2 separate regions of the Anas platyrhynchos genome follow, and region 2 is linked to region 1. A link is a contact called in public Hi-C data. All regions are on one chromosome and are shown on one strand. The core of a region is the stretch at or near the end of the contact, and the rest is flanking DNA. Distances in the headings are between cores, read along the strand shown. Region 1 has its middle 8.6 kb from the start of BTBD7. Region 2 overlaps BTBD7 (BTB domain containing 7).

Evidence for each region. A called contact is a pair of places that touch in the nucleus more often than the background predicts.
Region 2: a Hi-C map of F1 follicle shows a contact between it and region 1, with 3 times the contacts expected there. The contact joins two enhancer-like sites. A contact is called at or near these places in 5 of 8 Hi-C or Micro-C datasets (F1 follicle, F5 follicle, liver and 2 more).

The regions. Positions count from the first base shown.
Region 1 is chr5:16,235,577-16,239,757 of IASCAAS_PekinDuck_T2T, reverse strand. No RefSeq gene overlaps it. Among named protein-coding and RNA genes, the nearest start is that of BTBD7, 8.6 kb to the left of the region's middle. Within about 2 kb of position 1,402, at least 3 of the 8 cell types and tissues checked have an H3K27ac peak or open chromatin away from gene starts, as enhancers often do. A contact at or near this core is called in F1 follicle, where this site is marked.
Region 2 is chr5:16,274,111-16,278,335 of IASCAAS_PekinDuck_T2T, reverse strand. The region is part of intron 3 of BTBD7 (BTB domain containing 7); the gene reads right to left. Among named protein-coding and RNA genes, the nearest start is that of BTBD7, 30 kb to the right of the region's middle. Within about 2 kb of position 2,750, at least 5 of the 8 cell types and tissues checked have an H3K27ac peak or open chromatin away from gene starts, as enhancers often do. A contact at or near this core is called in F1 follicle, where this site is marked.

The DNA.
Region 1 (4,181 bases), core at 153-2,652:
TGGTTTCTGAAACAGGGAAGGTTAGAACCAAATCAAAGCAATCTGTCATTGTCAGTGAAAGAGCAGTGCTAACAACACCTTCAGATGCTTGAAGTCTTTGGAGTGCCAAGTGAGAGCAGCAGGCAGGGTAGCTAGTGTGCAGGAGAGGCAACCTCAAAAAAAGCAATCAACATGATGATCTCCTACTCTCCCTAGAGAGCTGAGCACTGTAAAGAATTGCTCACAATCAGCAAAATTTCTTGTTACATGCATCTCCTGGTCTTTCTCCACTGTGGGTTACCTTTCAACTGTGCCATTCATACTATTTCTCTAAAGAAGCACCAATTTTCTGAGATTCCTTTTCCCCCGTAGGCATACATGTAGTTTCCATAGGATCTCTGAGTTTGTTGAACTTCAAGAAAGCAGGGTTAATTACCTTTATTTTACTGTTCTTTGCTTCCTTCATGAAATCCAGGAACACTTATTTCCCCTTAAAGTCACCTTTCCCCTCTACATTCTTCACTGTTCCTCTCTGTTGCTTGGAATCAAATGGAGAACGAGCTCCCTTCTAGCTGTATTCTTAATAAACACATCACCAACACATTCCAAGAGTTAGCTGGACAATCTGTTCTCTATCTTTTTCACCTATAATATGTGCAGAAGGCTAAGTCTCTGTTATTTCAAAACGTGGAGCAAAACGTGGATTCTGTTAGCTGCTCTCAAAAAGCCTTGTCTGCATGGTCTTGCCTTCTAAGTGTCCTTGTGAATTCAATGCTCTTATGCATTTCCTTCTTGATTGTTACCTGTATGTTAACATTCTGGTGACATGGCATGGTAACTCTTGGTTGTGCTAATTGAGTTGTAACTCAGTTATTGCATTTAAGATTCCTACAATTTCTAATTTATTTCCTGTGTTTCTTACATTTATGTGTGAACATCTAGGATGTTCAGGGAATTTTCTCACTGTCATTCCCGTCCTCCTGACGACACCTTGACCAAAGCAAAGATAGTGTCCCTGCTTCTGTACAAGGTGTTCTGTACTCTGACTTGGAAAGCAGATGGCTTCTTAGAAGGGCAGCTAGTGCACCCCCAGCTGATGGTGCTTCTGTGGAATACTGCAGCTGGCCAACTTTCCTCCTGTGTATGAGAAGGAGAATTTGAGAAGGAAAATAAATTCATCAGAAGTTCGTGTCCTGAGGTACTCCAAGGCTGTGCAAGGACGAAGGAATTTATGAAGCACTGACTGAGGATTTTTTGCCTTAGAGGGCCTCTGGCTGACAGAAGCTTGAGAGACCAGAGTTGTCTGTACTGCAGCAGGGACTGCCCCACGTTTTGTTTAGTGACAGTGGTGGTGCTGATGTTACCAGGGAGATCAGTAATTCCACACCGAGCCACAAGGCATTTCAAGGATAAATGAAATGTTATCGACAGGTTGTGGCTAATAATCAAGAGTTAAGGACAACCGGTGACTCCTACTGTGAGATCCAAGGCAACATCAAGAGTGTGAGCAGAGTTTCTTCTTAGGAGAGAAAAGGAGGAAAAGTGGATAGAATACCACACAAATGTTCACGCTCGGACTCTGATGAGGCTTTTAAATATGAAGATGAGACCTTAGAAGGTCATGTATGAACTTCTGTACACTGTAGTGGGGTCCTACTGTCTTCATGGGCTGACTCTGGGGGATGAGGGACTGTATCCACCAGTCATGACAACCATGGACTAGAATTAGCTGCACTGGCATGCTGTATATACATATACATATATATATATATATATAAAATATATAGCATGCATATATCCTATGCAAAGCATTCAAGCAAGCAGGAGGAGTTACAGCAATTACTTAAATGAGGTGGTTGCCTTGGGAGCCCCTTTTAAATAGTTTTAGGTTGTGTCAGATGTACTTCTACGCTGACTGACGATTCAGGAGCCTTTGGATACTGAGTATAGGTACAGATCTAACCGATAAAGTCAACCCTGAATGCAGCAAACTGAAGTGGATGGAACATCGCAGTGGTTTCAGTTAATAATCTGTTGAAAGTCTGGTTCTGCTTATGTTTCAAGCCTTTGGCTCCACCCTTGCTGTTTGCCTTTGAAGTTAGCATTCATTGCACACTGATCTTTGTTTTCTCTCAAGCACTTTCATCCTCTGCCCCAGGCCATCCCATGTACATGGGAGGAGATCTGTGCAAAAGGCTTTTTTCAAATCCCTCCTTAAAATTAACGTCTGCTATGAATCTTACGAGCAGTGGTACGCTGTTACCGCTCGCTGTGCTGCATATGGCAGTTGCCTTGTTACTCCTTGCTTTTCCCACCACATGTACATTTATTTTTGGCTCGGGCTCTGCCTTTTAAACAGAAAGGATCCTGATGTGCCAAAAGGTACCTTGGTAAGACCAGCTTTGCTTGAAGCCAGTCTTTTTCTCAAACTTGCCTTTGAAAAAGGTGTTTCAGAGTAGAGAGAGCCTCTCAGGTTTTGTTGGGACAATGACTGCACAATTCCTATTACAATATTGGAGAACAGAAAGGAACTGACGTCAATTCCTGATAATTTTTCCACTTGGTGTCTGATTTTCTCTGTACTTCACTTTCTACAGAGTTCCAGAGCCAACATCATCTCTACCGGCTCTGAAATCTCTGCATTTCTTTGCTGCACAACAGAGGCATGCCCCTGTGTTCCTATGGGCAGAATTCACCTTCAGTCAGTAATTCTTTGCAGCCAAGTTTGGACATTAAAATGAGCATTGCAGGCAGAAGACAAAAATGTCAAAGATCACTGAGAGAAACTAATGACCTGGCTCTGGACAGGACCACAGGGCCTCAGAATGACACCATTTTCCAGAGCTGAACATGACAATGACTTAGTAATGCCTGTCTGCAGCAGAAGAACAAGCCAAAAAGGTATGTGTTGTGGGGGAGCTGATGGGAAAAAGGACAGTAAGTGAAGTGATTTTACAAGTAGGGGCAGTACATTTTTCCAAATTGGACAACTCATGGTACTAAGACTTGCTTGCTTTTGCAATATCTAAATAATGACTACCAGTCACTGGGATCTGTTTTGTGTCTTGTCCAAAATGCAGTTTGTTGAACAATCATACCATAGGCCATCTCCTCCCTCCGTCTGGGTTGGCCCAGTGCCACTGTCTTCAGTTGTACAATGCCAACTCATACCAGCTGGGACTCTAGACTATCATTTGCTTATTCATCAGATTCCAAGGGAAAAATATAAATAGTACTTAGCTCTCTTACAGCTCCCCACAGAAAAATGAAGGAGTCTCATCTCCATTTAAACAGAAGATAAAAGCTAAATACACTAAGCGTAAAGTCTTGAAATTTTCTTGTCTCAAGTGAAGTGATGAAAAGCTGGTTTTGTCTCACTAAAGCTGATCAGAACATTGTTACTGATCAGTGGATGCAGGATGAATCCCCATATTGAAATCAAAGCCCTTTATGAAAGTAGAATATTTTCAGAGTAATTCAGCATTTTATTGCTTTTAGCAATTTAACAATATGTTGATTATCTTTGTGATAGTAAATAAAGATAGGAGCCAGTTTGAGTCCTTACTGTATACTGAAATATCTGTTGAAAGAACTTGCAGAACCCTGTGCCTTTCTCAAATGTAGTTGCTTGTTACTGAAGCAGCTACAGCCAGAAACAGAAAGCAGCATCCTCTATAATTACCTCTGCACTGCCCCAGGAGCCACATTCACTGCCCTGCCTGTTAGACTGCCTGCCAGCTCCCCAGCACATCCAAGAGCAGCCTGACAGCACCGGGCCATTCAGAGGATCAGACTTTGAACAGGGACTTTATCATAGAATTATAGAATATTCTGAGTTGGAAGGGACCCATAAGGATCATCGAGTCCAACTCCTGGCACCACACAGGTCTACCCAAAAATTCAGACCATGTGACTAAGTGCACAGTCCAAACACTTCTTAAACTCCAACAGGCTTGGTGCAGTGACTACTTCCCTGGGGAGCCTGCTCCAGTGTGTGACAACCCTCTCATTTGGGCGTGCAAAGTTAGTGGGAGGAATCCTAGCCTAGAGATACATGAAGTAATCTATGTATTACAGCTTTTCCACCAGTGGACTGTATTGTTTGAACTCTCAGAACAAAAATGTATATTGTATGCATCAGTCAAAAGTATAGCAGAGAATATTTTTGTCCCTGTCTGCAAACAAGTTTTAAGTTGTTTTTC
Region 2 (4,225 bases), core at 1,501-4,000, 37 kb before region 1:
TGGGCATGTAATTGGCCAACTTCGCAAAATTCTTTATCCTTACATACAGCCCTGACTAACAGTACTGTACGAAAGATTTTCTGCTTTCTGAACTTTCCCCTTTTCATCTCCTTAATGTAAAACATCAGTAATAATTTCAGGCTTGGGTACAAGTGAGTCATGGTAAGGAGATAAAAGGTCAGATTTATGGTAACATTTACTTCTTCATATTCCATTTATTTTGTAGTTATATGAGCCAGACTAGCTTCTTTGAGCACTTACACTACCCTAATATAACTAACATACTTGCTCTAATCTTCCCACAATACATTTGTGTGTATTTAATGCAGCTACTGTGGGCTTCCTGGTGCTTCACGACTTCAGTACTGCTGAGATCAAGGGTACTTTTGATGTCAGATGATATCTGCCTCCAGATCAAAGGCTGTGCTCCTGAATATGACTATTAAAATAAAGTTTCTTCTTATTCTTGTCAAGGGTAAAGTCAAAACCTAAAAATAAAAAGGAAAGAAATGCATAGATAAAAGTCTCAAATTATTTTTCAACTTAGAAAGCTTTTTGGAGTCTTTTTTCTACCTCTTGATTCCCAGGCAAGACCACTACATAGGGTCCCAGCACCTGAGAACCTGCAACAGAGAAGATGTGTTGTGCCACCACCTCAACGGGACCGCTTGTGGTAGTCACCACTAGGGCCACGATGCATGTATTCAACGCAGATAACTTACAACTAAGATACTCGGGTCAAACTTCCCTGAAAGAGCAGTGCACGTGGCAGTGCGGTAAAGCTGGAAGGGGGATTGTTCTAACCATGCTCAGGGAATAGGATTAGGGAAGCGAACTGGTTTTAATAATGGTGCTATCGAGGAGGACGGGCTAAGAGATTTTACACCCAGTTTTGTGAGCCAGTGTGCTAAAACAATCACCATTGGAGTTGTTGGAGAGCAGCAAGACGACAAAAGCAGGAACAGGAGTACAACAGGCAGAATGCAACCACATTCCCCTGAGGGCTCTGCTCGAGCATCGCAGAGAAGGCTCAAATCCACACAGCCTCTGCAAAAGCAGTTAAGAGCTTCACTTCCTCATAGTTACCAAATACTGCAGCATGCCTAATAACAGTTTCTGGGTTATTAGGTACAAATGGGTTTTGGTATGATGAGACCTGTAGATGAAATGATTGCTGATTAGTTCATTTATTCATATTACTTCACTGAAAGACCCAATTCAATTTCTTTTGGAATATAAATGATTTACGCTGATCATTAAGTCAAGCTGAAGCCAAGTAAATTCTAAGTGGGCTTGCTTTACTTGGAGAGTAAAGATTCTTAGCACGTACCCAAACCATCACTGACTTCATCACAGGGAAGCAATCTATTAAATACAGTTAGAAAAGGGAGCACGGCTGCGTTAGGAACAGGCCAATTTCCATAGAAAGAGTCAAAGCTGAATCATTGCTGAAACTGATGAAAAACGACATCTGGACACTTAGAAAGGACCCCGAAGACAAATCATGCTAAAATCAGCTGGAAATAAAAAAAAAATAATGATCAGAAGCTTTAAAATCCATCAATTTCACTCGACACTCAGCTACAAATATCCAGCCAGAATTGGGTAAAGTGAGCAAAACGAGTTGGAAAGAGGATCCAGACCTGCACATAATGAACCCAAAATATTTTGCAGGAAACCAGGGAGACAAGCTTTAGCATATTTGGAATTGGCCAGAATGAGCGAGCCAAATCAAGAACTTGAGCCGGGGTGTGTGTGTGGAAGCTGAGAGAAGAAACTTGAGACATCAGCTACCGCAAACGCCAGGCGATGAGATGGGTCACAGAACCTGGGTGAAACTGCTGCCTGCGGCCCAGGGGGGAGAAGAGCACTGTCAGAGGACCGAGCTGGGAGGTTTCACAAGAACTGCCAGCGCAGCGGGCTCCAACCACTACACACAGTGCTGCCTCTTCCAGAACCGCTCTGCACAACGCCTGCAAGTCAGATGTCCGAGTGACAGCTCCCAGCACAGAAATGTGCGAGCAGTGAATCAGGGAACAGGAGGGACACCACTCACCTGGAGACTCAGCTCTCTCATGTGAAGTATCGCACCTGCTAGGGGAGGACAAGGTACTGTGGTACGTACTGAAGTAAGGTGCAATTGCTACTAAAGCACATATTTTAAGTGATCTGCTAGTCAAGTGCAGGCGTTTGTTTTTTTCCTGATCTAATAAGCTTCCTTTTAATTTTGATTATAGGATTAAACCACAGCAATTCTTTAGTGCCAGCACAGTACAGTTTGACCTAAGCACGAACTCAGCATGCTAATTCAGTATGAAACTGCTGGATACTGATTTCACTGGCACGTGCAGATTTTCTACAAACTGCTTACTTCTTTCTCCTGCATCTAGGTAGCACAGCATCTAGCCATAAAATCATAATTAAGTTATCAAATGGAATTTCCAAGTCTGAAGGGGTGGCTGGGGGAGGGGGGGAGAACATCCAGAATTTGTTTGCTACTGTTCCGTAATAGAGCAAAATTTCAATCCTTCCCTGATTTTATTACATTTCTCCCCTAAGGACAGCAGCCTCCCGCCCCAACACTACCTCACCGTTACACAGCTCACCACTTTCATGGTCAGGCACAGATTTACCAGACAAAGAGGAGACCTGATGGCCAGTACATCCCTGCACCTACTGCCAGTCATCATCCCCAAGAAGCTCACAGCTCAGGCCCCCCAAGCACACAGCTGGGGCCAGGCTCACACGGTTCCAGCCACCACTGGGTGGTGCTGCTGCAGCTGTGGGAGCTTCTCCTTGCCCTCCCTCAGGGTGGGCAAAAACCCCCTCAATTAAGAAAATTTAAGACCTCTTCCCACTGACTCATACAACATATTTTAAGGCAAGTACTGACCCACAGCATGTTACTGAAGAGCGCTGATTTACGACACACTGATCTGATTTTGAGAGAAGTTACGCTGCTCCTTCAGAGCACCTTCAAATTCCTCAGTTGTTCCAGTTCAGATTTCCAATCCGAGGGAAAGAATCACACCCTGTTCATTTATGAAACAGTGACTAATTATTCAGTGTCTTAGTGAGGGTTTCATTCACAGTTTAATTCCCTCATTAGCATTCCCTGCGCATGCTAAATCCTTTTAGCACTTGTATAAGTGCATGCACCAAAATAATCAGACACTGAGAAACTGTGCACTTGCAGCACCTTCCTCATTTCAACTCATTTTCCTTTCCTGCTTTCAGCCGATCTATGAATTATCCTGCTCTCAAGTAGTATGAGCTTGGATATATTGTATAGGAATGAATCCAACACCACTTCAACCATAGTAAAACTTTATGCCTCTTCTGCATTCTGTTTAATGTTCAGTTTCTAGGTGTACTTAGAGGGGAACAACAACACAATCAAGTCCAAGGACACCTCATTCTCATTCTGTGAGATATCTCAGAAAAGAACTCTCCCCCGTTTCCTGGCAGTTTATTTCAGCAGAATTATTTCAGCTTCTAGCATCATCTGAAAATCAGTTTCCTAATAGCAGCCTCTAGGGAAGATTCAATAGTTACTGATTAGTTCCCCATATCTTTTGTCGAAGTTACATGCAGCTCCTTGAAGGACCTATTGATGGTTTGAAGAAACTGGGTATGATCTCCTCATGTAGTGCTTATAGCTGCTCTTATCTGTTAGTCCTCAAGTCCTTAAGTTTCCTAATTCTAAGAAGGTCGGTTTGATAGTTTGTAATACAAAGACTTCAATCTTGACAAGTATAATTTGACAGCTAGAAGTTACAGATGTACAGATCTACTGTAGAAAGTTATTTTCTTTGAATTAAGCTAGCTTAAGTAAATCACGTCACTGATCTCAGGGAACTCCATTCTCAATTTCTCACCTCAAAAGTAAAACTATCACCATCAAGGTGGGAAGCAACTGCAGTATCTCATTATGTACAGCATAGCCACTGAACCCCAACAGGTAAAACAGCAAGCAAGGCTCAGGCTACCACAGGAGATACCAGTTCAGCAATCATGCTCTGCAATCTCAGCCTCCAACAATCCTGGCCAGCCCTCATGTGCAGGAAGAAAGCTATCCAGAGTTGCGTGATCTTCAAGAACAATGGACAGAAGTGAAACCTTTTAGGGCTGAAAACACTAACTGACCCCAATTCAGTTCTGCTTATTAACACATAAATACCAAAGTCCTGCAGCACTTGTGCAATTAAACCTTTTATGTTTATGT